Regions from separate parts of the Zea mays genome. Here all the other regions are linked to region 1. Evidence: chromatin contacts called from public Hi-C data. All regions are on one chromosome and are shown on one strand. Each heading gives the region's core, a stretch centred on a gene start, on an enhancer-like site or on the middle of the called end of the contact. The rest is flanking DNA. Distances are from core to core; before and after follow the strand shown.

Region 1 (3,838 bases), core at 1,117-3,616:
GCCATAGGAAACTCCGCTCCGCCCGACCCAGGGCTCGGACTCGGGCTAAAGCCCCGGAAGACGGCGAACTCCGCTCCGCCCGACCCAGGGCTCGGACTCGGGCTAAGGCCCTGGAAGACGGCGAACTCCGCTCCGCCCGACCCAGGGCTCGGACACGGGCTAAGGCCCCGGAAGACGGCGAACTCCGCTCCGCCCGACCCAGGGCTCGGACTCAGGCTAAGGCCCCGGAAGACGGCGAACTCCGCTCCGCCCAACCCAGGGCTCGGACTCGGGCTCAGCCCCAGAAGACGACGAACTCCGCTTCGCCCGACCCCAGGGCTCGGACTCCGCCCTGGCCTCTGCCGAACAACCTCCGCCTCGCCCGACCCAGGAGCTCGGGCTCGGCCTCGGCCATGGAAGACAGATTCAACCCCGGCTTCGGAGGAACCTCCATGTCGCCCGACCTAGGGCATAGGCCCGCCACGTCAACAGGAAGCGCCATCATCACTCTACCCCGAGCCGACTCGGGCCACAGAGAACGAGACCGGTGTCCCATCTGGCTAGCTCCTCCAGATAGGCAATGATGGCGCCCCGCTAGCCCTGTGACGACGGCGGCTCTCAGCTCCCTTACGGAAGCAGGGGGACGTCAGCAAGGACCCAACCGCTCCGACAGCTGTCCCTCCGCCAGGCTCCGTTGCTCCTCCGACAGCCACGACACCACACCAGCAGGGTGCCAAGATCTCTCCGGCTGCCACATTGGCATGTACTTAGGGCGCTAGCTCTCCCCCCGCTAGACACGTAGCACTCTGCTACACCCCATTTGTACACCTGGATCCTCTCCTTACGCCTATAAAAGGAAGGACCAGGGCCTTCTTAGAGAAGGTTGGCCACGTGGGGACGAGGACGGGGCAGACGCTCTCTTGGGGCCGCTCGCTTCCCTCACCCGCGTGGACGCTTGTAACCCCCTACTGCAAGCGCATCCGACCTGGGCGCGGGACGAACACGAAGGCCGCGGGATTTCCACCTCTCTCACGCCCGTCTCCGGCCACCTCGCTTCCCCCCTTCGCGCTCGCCCACGCGCTCGACCCATCTGGGCTGGGGCACGCGGCACACTCACTCGTCGGCTTAGGGACCCCCCGGTCTCGAGACGCCGACAACTCTCCAACCAAACAAAGAACCGAGCAGCTCTGCTTTATTGTACTCTTCAACCAAACAAAAATAGAGTAACTATGTTCTGCTTGTCAAACGGAGAATAGAACGGATCCATTCTAAAAACTAGAATGCAGTCGTTCTATTTTAATTGACTCCAACCAAATGCATCCTAAAATTGTCAGGACCCGCACTGTTACGTACCATGTGTTTGGTTGGCTGTATCAGGAGAGCTAGACTCCTCACATGCATTGACTACAGTTGAGCCCGTGTTTGGTTCGCTGTAGCTAGGAAGCTGGGCGCGCATGCACTGGTGCAGTCTAAGCTTATTTTATTGTATCCACATATGCACAAGAATCGGTCGTATCCCGCGGGACATGATTGGGCCTGCATGCGCTCGCGCATGCATCCAATCATACGTGTAGTGACTGTGTTCGCCTGAGGTCCTCTGTGCGGCATCCAGAGCCAGAGCGCATACCGCGGCCTGAGGGCTACAGCTAGGGGTGGAAACGAGCCGAGCTCGGCTCGGCTCGGCTCGGCTCGCTGCGGCTCGCTCATGTAACGAGTCGAGCTCGGCTCGGCTCGCCCATCTCACGAGCTGGAAAAAGCGGCTCGGCTCGGCTCGCTCCTGGCTCGCGAGCCGGCTCGCCGAGTCAACGAGCCTAGGCATAAAATTAAATCTGCTCTCTAAATTATAATATAAAATCTTAAAAATATTTTAAATAATATATTTTAAATTAGTAAAATAGATATATTACTAATATAATGTATAAAATAGATTATTTTTGTATAGTAATCTCAAATAACATAAATTAATTGTCTACTCGATATTAATATTATATGCTAATTAAGATTTTATGTAACAAATTGTTGTTGGGTCGAGCCACGAGCCAGCTCGCGAGCTGCACCGAGCCGAGCCGAGCTGGCTCGCTCTTTTCACGAGCCAGAAAAACAGGCTCGGCTCGGGCTCGTTCGGAGCGTCGAGCCGGTCCGAGCCGAGCCGAGCTGCTGCGAGCCCGAGCTAGCTCGTCGAGCTCGAGCTTTTTTTCCGGCCCTAGCTACAGCTAAGGCCAGGCCACTGGGCCTTTCGTGTTGGGCCATCCGAGACTGGAAAGTGGGGCCCACGAGGCGTATCGATCAAGCACCGTCCACTCTCACATCAAAGGCGGAGGTGAGCTCCTTCGGCTCTGCGCCTTTGCAGTTGCGGATAACGGGGAGGAGGCGGAGCGACCAACGGCACAGGCACCATGGCGATGCGAGCAGCTACAGCGGCGGCGACAGGCTTCTTCTCTCCATCCACCGTCCCTCCGAGGCGCTTCTCGTCCGTTACACCGCCGGCGTCACTCTGCACCGCGCGCTGCATCCAGCGTCACCGTCTCCGCGCCTTCCCAAGTACAGTGCTGCAATCTCTCCGTTCCTTCCTTTTGGTGTTCCCATTTCTCAATGTACAAATACCGCCTCTCTCACCATTCCCTTTGCAGGCTTGGAAATACCTCTAGAGGAACTCAACCCATCCGTCGATCTACTTGTAGGCTCCACCCTTCTCCCTCCCCCTGTTCCTGTCATATTTTATCTTCCTGTTATTGTTTTTAAATAATCGTTGCCCTACTTATGGACGGATTTTGCATGGTTTTCTTGGTTGCAATCTAATGCAGAGGAGAACTGCGGAGGCCGTTGGCGATTTCAGGAAAACGCCAATCTATATTGTTGGTATGCTTGTCAGCTTCCTTTGGAATTTTTTTTCCAGGGGATAGGGGGATTAAAAGGCCTCAGCAAACCAATCGTTAGCCACAACAATCAAATCTAGACACATTTTAAATTTCGTAACACAACAAACTAACCGACATTAATCTTAGCAGCCCAAAAGTAAGAAAACTGCTCGTAAAAAATGGGCTTGTTCTTGATCCAACCAACATTTTTTAGCCAACCTTAGGCATAGCCCAGGTCTTGGTTATGACAATCTTTCGGGAATAGATATCAATATGTGATGTGATCTTTGCTGTCATTATAATTGTTGTAATGGACATCGGACAGAATATTTTAAGTTGCCAAGATACAAATGTCAGGTCAGTATGCATCCAAACAGCACAAGAGAAAACAACTGATATTGGTGTGAGGACACTGTGGAATTCTAAAACTCATCAGTTTCTTTGACCACCACAATTTACAGCAAAGAATTTCTTCTGGATGAGAGTACGAGACAGAAGACAAGTTGCCAAACATTTTCTAGTTGAGTATCCAATACCTTCTGCCGTCATGGTGTTCCCACAGTTATGGTTGATCACCAATAGAATATTGATTTGTTGTTGTCTAGCTAAGTAATTGTAGTCCCAGACCCAGCCTACAATTTTCTGCCAGCCTACAATAGAATATGGTGTTTCCTACAGACCTTGCAAATTTGGTCGACATTACAATCCTTGACAGTGCCTATCCATTGTGACCACTTTGTTCTGCAGAAGGATCCACAGTTGTTTTTGAACTTGCATTTGTTTTCAACCTATGTCATCCACCATCCAAGCTTCTTTTTGTTGACCAACCAAACAATTGTGCCTCTTAAGCTGATTTCTCAGTAGTTTCCATGAGCAGATGAGCTCCAGGATGTCTTCTTTTCATGTGTTAAATTTGTGCCTTGGATAGGGGACCAAAGGTTAAAAAAATGCAGACACCGACTGGGTTGTTCCTTTATGCACAGGTACGGATTGCACAGCCA
Region 2 (3,766 bases), core at 887-3,386, 300 kb after region 1:
GATAGTGTTAGGAGTCAGCTGATGAAGATAAATTTCGAAATTTTCCAAAACATCCGCAATCATTCCATGCAGAGGAAACCTCAGTCCTGCTTTAAAGAAACTTCTAAAAACTACCACCTCATCATTTTCTGGCTTCGGAGTGTTTTCTTCTCCGCTAAAACGAATCAGCTTCTTCTCGGCTTCACTAAAGTAGCCTAGTTTTGTCATCATGGGCATATCGGCCTCGGAGACAGTAGACTTTCCAAATTCCAGGTGGCTGGGTTTAGACAGCATGATGGAATAATCTATCTCTTCTTCACCAGCATCAACCTCTTCAATATCTGCTTGTTCAGCTTTGGCAGCAGGCCACCTTCGTCAGAGACGCCCTCTGTCACAACCAGTCCCGGTTGCCTCATAACTTCGGAGATTGGGGCAGTCTCAGTAGCTTCGGCCTCCTCCCTGTCGCGTGTGACTCTAGCAGTTGAACGCACCCTGGTCATTTGATGCTGAATTTCTTGCGGTTTTGATGAAGTTGATTACATTTTGATTTTGCTGAAGTTCCCTCTTATGAAGAAGCTAAAGCAAAACTATGCCTTGATTGAGAATACGATGAATAAGCTTCGGCTGTGGTCAAATTTTTCGGCAGCACAACAGTGCAATAGTAGTAAATGTTGTGGTAACTTCACACCTACCCGTCTGTTTATATAGTGCTGCAGGTGGGAAGGTAAATCGTCAAGCCGCTCACACCCACTGAACGATGGACCATAGTGTGCGAGAAGGCAAATCACCAGACCACGCGTACCCGCCGTATGGTGGGATACCTTACACTCAGAATATTTAAATCATTTCTCGACAACGAGCTCAGGGAAGGTGTTTTCGGACCTTCGGCATTCCGAAGCCTAAGAGAATTTTTCACGGGTCGAGCTCGTTACAAAAAACGATCTAGCACCGTGAAGGGGCTACTGTTGGGGGTCTACTTTGTCGCCGAAGGTCCCATAAGAACAAACACCTTCGGAAGATCAACATAGAAGCAAAGCCGAAGCTACTAATCAGGGAGCTTCGGAGTGTACTTCCAGATGCACCGACTTAAAGATGAAATGACCAATCGACCCATGATAACCTGCATTATGATTGTAATCATTTGTAGAGGGCATGAATGTAATTTCTCACGGGCTGCGTCCTGTGCCTATAAATAGATGAACAGTACCCCCGTACTGTTCACGCTAACTTGTATTCGCTCATGTGTCACGCTTGGATTTTTACCTTCTGTCAAGCCGAATATCGTTATATCCTAAGAGAAATAATGCTTCGAAGGATGAAGGATATTAACATTTAATATTTTGTGTTGCCTTGTTCTTAACTCGAAGCATTTGAGAACAAGTCCCCAACAACAAGGTAAAAAGGATAACCAGTCTAGGGCAACCTATTGGGTCCCATCAAAATTAAACCTATGCATTGAATAGTGATAATAAAGAACATTATTGGGTAATAAAAGTGGTCAAGGGCACAACTTGCCTTCAATGAGCTCCTGCTCAGCAACTTCTATTTGTTGAACACCGGGATCCTCAGCCACTGGCTCTTCTACTCGCCACAATACAAACAAGCATAGTATAAAGAGGAAATGAACATCACACCAAACAGATATACAAAATACATATTAATAATCTACATATCAAAATAAGATCATAGGAAAAAGAATCATTAAATTTAGAGCTATGGGTTTTAAGTTATGAATTTTCGAAGGTTCTATGTATTTGATACAAGATTAATCAAGGGATAAATTTTAATACCATTTTTATGTCAAAACAGTGTTACAGAGTTATAGACAATATTAATACAAAATTATAGGAACTAGAATGGGTCAATTTGGACTTCATATTAATTTTCTATAAATTATACAAGTTCTAGGAATTGTTTTCATATTAAAAATTCATTTCTATAATTAATTAACTAATTCCTCGGGTCTCTGGACTGCGCCTCAATTACCAAAGAACTCAGGGGTGAACACAGAAGATTCCTCAGACACAGAGCACAGTCACCATGGACTGTGGGTTGAATTAATGAAAACGTAGGGGCTCTGTAACAAATAAGCACGGCGAAGGGGTATTCTTGGATCTTGGTCGTTGGATCAAATCCGAAGGCCGAGATTAGATCGCGTTTTAAATGAAAGGGTATGTAACCGTGATCCTCAGATCTAAGATCAACGGCCAGCATACCCCACAACACCAAACCCTCGGTTTCGAGATCTGCGGCAACGATTCTCCAGAACGAAAGGGTATGAGTGGTTCTAATCTCCACTGCAGGTTGTAAGATCAATGGCTGAAATTCCCTGCAGCGAATAGGAATGCGAGACTTGATCTTATCCGCCGATTAGGCATCGGACGGCTATTCGATCTTCTTCTACCTACACGCACCAGTGCACGACGGCGCTGAGTACATCAACAGCGCGTCCCACCGAAGTGATATCAAGGTGCCGAGGTTAATACCTACCCTAAGCAAGCACTACCGCCAGGAAGATAAGGGTGAGGGAGCTCATGGGCACATGACTTACCGTGGCACTGCGCAGGAACGAGTAGTCACGCTCCACGGCCGCCTAGTTCGTCTTCTACACGCGACGAGGAAGCCTAGTCCTTCCGTTGACGGACGTGCGAGGGAAACTATTCCTAGACACCCGGCGCGTGACCCCGGACGAGCACCGCCCCACCGGTCAACACCGAGACCAACGCCACTTCAGAGCGCCCGTTGACAGGGTCCAAGCTCCCGTCGGCGAGCACCGCCAATTGACGGCGTTGAGTCTCCACTCTAGGCAATTTTGTGGTGCCCTAGGTATGCCCAACAGAGGACGAGAGGGTCGCGACACTTGATTTTATTCCCGCGGTCAGGTTGCGCCCGCCAATCCGCGGATTCAGTTGGAGAGCCCGGACTGCGGAGATGCTGTTGCGCCTGCCCGGGAGATGCGGTGGCCACCATGGTTTCGGCTGGAGAGAGACGTCACGCTTCGGGTCCCACATGGCAGAGAGATAGACAGGCGGGTCCGCAAGTCAACGCCAAGAGCTGTGCGTGTATTCCGGGTGGGAGAAACGGTGGTCAGTTGGAGAACCGCGACGCGATTTCCGGCTGACGGACATTGGCTTGAAGACAACTCTGTTAGGGTGGCCCCAAGCGTAAGCGGCTTAGGGAACGGTGTGTTGTGTGGTGAGTCCGTGAGTGGTTCGGACACGAGGGAATGTGGGCTGATGACGCGTGGGCCCAGGGCATCGGCGAGAGTGAGGAAACGGATCCGGGTGCGTGAATAGTCACTGGCCAGCTGGGTCAGGGAGTCAGCGAAACAAGGTTAACGCGCTAGCGAATGGGCCTGGGCTGTTGCGCGCGTAGGGGAAAATGGAGGGATGGGCCTACCGGATGGAGAACCAGCCCAATTAGGTTAAACCCCTTTTCCTTTTTATTTTCTATTTTCCTTTCTTCTTTTCCAAATTCATATTCCAATTCCAATTTAAATTCAAAATTCGTGGCGAATTTGTCTTCTCCTTAAGTGTTCCATTTGAACATAGTATGGACAAATTTATTTATTTTATACATTTATTTTGTTTGTTTAGTATTTTCTTCCTTTTCCTCAAACCCTAAAATTTTCTCTTCTACTTCAAAGTTCTCACTTAAAATTCAAACATATGTTTTGAACTTCAACTTTTCCAGTGTTAAAATAATTCCTAATATAAAATCTACTGTTTACAATATTATTTTTCTATTCTTTTCCTTATTATATATTTATGGAAGAAATAAATAGTTC
Region 3 (3,952 bases), core at 1,154-3,653, 320 kb before region 1:
GGTTACACAAAAACTAAGATGCCGTGTATTCATAGTGCCAAGCCAAACACAGTAATTACCTCATTATCGATACTAATATACCGTATTTATGTTACTTGTTATTGTCATTGAAAACTTTTTGGAATACTGTCATTTTAGTTTGAAAACATGTTATATTATACCATGGAAATGCAAGAATGTATTTTTTCCAGCTTTCATACACCATATCTGCTTGTTCATTGATTTTATTCAAATCGAGGTTTTCAGGTTGGTGTCATGAGTTGAATCATTAATGGTTTTTACCTGATTTCAGAGAGAATATTTTTATAACTTGCACTTGCATTCAGAAGTCTAGTGCTTGTATAGTCATTTGACACTTTGACTAAATTGTACCATGATTACCATCTACTTCAATCCTCTCCTTTACTTGAGGTTATATTTTTGTTATTTTGACTTCCATTTTTAATGAAAAATTTCTACTTTCTCTGTTACTATGTACTCTGAAATCAATTTCATCTGGGGGAACATGATGATTTTAAGCATAAATGATTGGGATTTTACAGAAACTCATCTTAACTTTGGTTTATGTTGAGAAAAAGTTGGAGCTAGTCCTTTGCCAACTTTTTTTTTTGCTTGGATCAGACTATTGTACCTTTTCACCTTGAGACTTGGTGGCTCCTGAGAGCTGTCTTCTCTTTCCTAATACCATGACTTGCAAGTTGATAAGTTGGTACCATGGAATAATACATTTTTTATAAAGGTAGGCAGCTCTATCAGATCATTAATTTGGTATATCAATTTGCTTCTTTTGGGCCAGTGGTTTTTACTTGAAGCCATCAACCAGCCACTTGTACAAAACAACCGTCATTGGTTTTTATGGACGGGTTAAAAGTGAACTACATTTTCAACTGGGTCGGCTTAATGTTCACCTTAACAATGGTTTCTGTGGACTGAAACTTTAAACCCTTCCAAGTTAAGACCATCTATATCAATATAACATGTATTGTTGGCATCATGTCCAACAGAAAAGTCTCAAAGGGTAGCTAATTATACTGTGAGTAAACAGATATAGTACCTTTGCCCTTGTATTCCATAGCATCAAGGACAAATTAAGATAATCTTGTCTTGCACACTAGATAGATACATAGCAACCATGCATAGATCCATAGACCTGCAATTCTAAGCGCGGAGATAAATATTCAGATCCATGCTAAAGCTTGTTTCTACAAAAGCACTTCACTTCTGCTAGGTAGGTGTATAACTTAGTAATCTGACCCAATATTTATGGCATCAGAAGCAGGGCCCAACTCCTTCACTATAACCAAATTGAAATTGTGTTGCCATCTTGATCTCATCGTCAACCTTCCAGCAGGCATCTGGGTAGTATTCCCAGACAGTTGGTGGTGGCAGCGGGGTGGCAAGGCTGCTGCACACATTATGGTTCCCCCCAACAAAGCTCTCCTCCGAGGGCATCTGTGGCGCCTCAATTTCCATCCATATCTGGTCCATGGGATAGCCATCCATGTCCGGAGGGGTGCCCTTCAGGATGCTTGTGATGCAGCCACTGCCACCATGAAGCTCCTGTCCCTCAACTCCAATGGTTGATGGAGTATCTGGGTAGCCTGACTGGTAAGTCAGCGAAGACGAGGACGACGATGGAGACATGTTCCTCTTCCTCTCCTGTGCCTTCTTTCTCATGTGTGTCCTCCAGTAGTTCTTGATCTCATTGTCAGTGCGCCCTGGCAAGCGGCGTGCTATCCTGGACCACCTGTTTAGGACAAGTTATTGAACATGTCAACAAATTTTAGAGAGAGAGAGAAAAACCGTCCTTTTTTATTATCTTTTGGTAATCAGACCTGTTTCCCCACCGAGCGTGCAGCTCTAGGATGAGTCGCTCTTCATGGGGAGACATGCGCCCACGCTTGAGGCCAGGGTGGAGGTAGTTGACCCAGCGCAGCCGGCAGCTCTTGCCTGTCCGGTTGAGCCCTGCATGAAGATACAGAAGGGGAGAGGGGAAGCAAGAATAGAGTCGGTCAGAGAGGTTGATAGCTGCTTTTGCGACTTAGCGCGGGTGACTTCAATTTAGCTACCTAATTTGTGGATCCCCACCCCTCAAACCTGATACTTTGGCAATGAAATCCCAACGACGTTCACCGAACAGACGGACAGTGCATACCAGTTGCAGGTCCTCCTGCTCTGTCCATGGCCCCTTGCGAGTCTCCTCTCTCACTGTCACCATATCGATCCTGTGATGAAAACTGATCTAACGCTGCTCACTCCTACCGTGTATCGGCTGGGAGCCGGTCTTCTTGCTCTTCTTTCTCTGTCTGCTTGTTGGCTCCAGTTTCAGGATTATCTTGATGAAATCCAGTCTGTTTGGGAGGAGGAAGAGGAGGAGGAAGAAGAAAGCTAGTACAGAGAAGAGTACGCCACTTTGTCTTAGTTGCCTACTAGTTTGGTGGCTTTTGCCTCTCATTTATAGGTAAGAGAGGGGGAGGTATTGGTGGCCAGCTGATGTGGTGGGTGTGATTTGGAGCTCCCTATAAAGATCCTATATTCCACCATTTGGGTTGCCCTCATATTCTAACTGATAAAGTAGCTTTTTAATTGGCTCATGGTGCTCATATTGTATTGCAAATTCATAGGTGTGCATGTTAGGACATCAGCTTTATTGAGCCTATTCGCTTGGCTTTAATCCGTAACGGCTTTTACTACTTCTACAGTGTTTTGGCGTCTGGAATTTGCAGAGGTAGAGGTTATATTCTTGGTTTTTGTTAATATAAACTACAGTACATCATAAAAGTTGATTTTGTTTACACTCGATGTATTTTTTCTTATCCATAAATCTACTTGAATCTTTGCTTTGAATTTCTTCACAAATGTTTGCTTATGGTAAATTCACATTCTTGAAGCTTCTCTGTAGGTTAAAATTCCAAATTATACTTTACTTTAGCTTTGTCTAAATTAAGCTTCTCTAACTTTGGCCAAGTTCTTGCAAAAACATATTGTCATCTACAGGTTCAAATAAATGCACTATTAAGACATATTTTATGGAGAAGTTTATAAACAAATTTGATATTGTAGATGTTGATGAATTTTTCTATAAATTTGCTTGAAAGTTAAGAAGTCTTGAGTTAGGACGAAGTTACAATGAACAATATTTTGAATGGACTACTACCGAGTCCATACTTTTACAAGCTAGTTAATCCAATTACTGCTAACACTGGACAGGACCAGTATACAGATTACAGAGCACTGGCCGTGTAGTTGAGAGGAGGGTTTTTCTTGTTTGTTTCAGACAGAGACATTTTTTTTCCTGCTTGATTAGTACATCTTAAAGCTGTGTCAAAGCTATCACTGGTTGAACAAAATGCGTCAGAACACATCTACCATGCCATTGGTCAGAATTTTCTACCTTTAATATACTAGCATTATAATATTACATGTTGCTTTCTGAAAGCTGAAGGTATATGCTTCTTCCTTCTTTTGTTTTCTTTCTTTTTTCCTTTGATATGATTGTTTATTTTTTTGCTTCTTGACAAAAGAAAGGTGGCTGTGCTTATCAACCTTTTGGTGCTTTGATTGATGAACCACTATGCGTGGTTTTACTACTTATTTCGATTTATCAATCAAACACATTGTACAGCTATATGAAAGCAGATAGATACACAAAGCGCTTCAGACCCTAACATTCGCTCGTGTTTTCGCCAGCATGAAGTTGCCACATGGCAGTCGTCATGTATCCGATGCTGTCCAATTGGACGAGATACTTAGCTTGGCTGGGCTAAACACTGGAATTCAGTAGTAATGCATAATAATTGCCTGATAGGTTTTGGTATATAGCTTGCTGCTGCAACTCCATAAACTCTTTCTGTTGAACATCTTCGTTTTTTTTGTAATTTGTTATAATGAGATTTCACTTTTTAGTTCTTAATGAATACAGCTAGCGTACCATAGAAATTCAACAGGCTGA

The links. A called contact is a pair of places that touch in the nucleus more often than the background predicts.
Region 2: a contact with region 1 is called in a Hi-C map of ear, with 2.0 times the contacts expected there. The contact joins the enhancer-like site here to the promoter of LOC100283991 in region 1. A contact is called at or near these places in 3 of 25 Hi-C or Micro-C datasets (ear, endosperm and tassel).
Region 3: a Hi-C map of ear shows a contact between it and region 1, with 2.6 times the contacts expected there. The contact joins the promoter of LOC100194394 here to the promoter of LOC100283991 in region 1. A contact is called at or near these places in 2 of 25 Hi-C or Micro-C datasets (ear and leaf).

What each region holds. Positions count from the first base shown.
Region 1 is chr1:154,798,410-154,802,247 of Zm-B73-REFERENCE-NAM-5.0, forward strand. It overlaps LOC100283991 (shikimate kinase family protein), which reads left to right and starts at 2,367. Exons shown (of 9, transcript NM_001156889.1): 1 at 2,367-2,520; 2 at 2,610-2,656; 3 at 2,784-2,838; 4 at 3,821-3,838. The coding sequence starts at 2,376.
Region 2 is chr1:155,100,000-155,103,765 of Zm-B73-REFERENCE-NAM-5.0, forward strand. No RefSeq gene overlaps it. Among protein-coding and RNA genes, the nearest start is that of LOC100216796, 64 kb to the right of the region's middle. Within about 2 kb of position 2,137, at least 18 of the 20 cell types and tissues checked have an H3K27ac peak or open chromatin away from gene starts, as enhancers often do. A contact at or near this core is called in ear, endosperm and tassel, where this site is marked.
Region 3 is chr1:154,475,583-154,479,534 of Zm-B73-REFERENCE-NAM-5.0, forward strand. It overlaps LOC100194394, which reads right to left and starts at 2,404. Exons shown (of 2, transcript NM_001139425.1): 1 at 1,836-2,404; 2 at 1,050-1,747. The coding sequence starts at 1,891. The coding sequence ends at 1,270.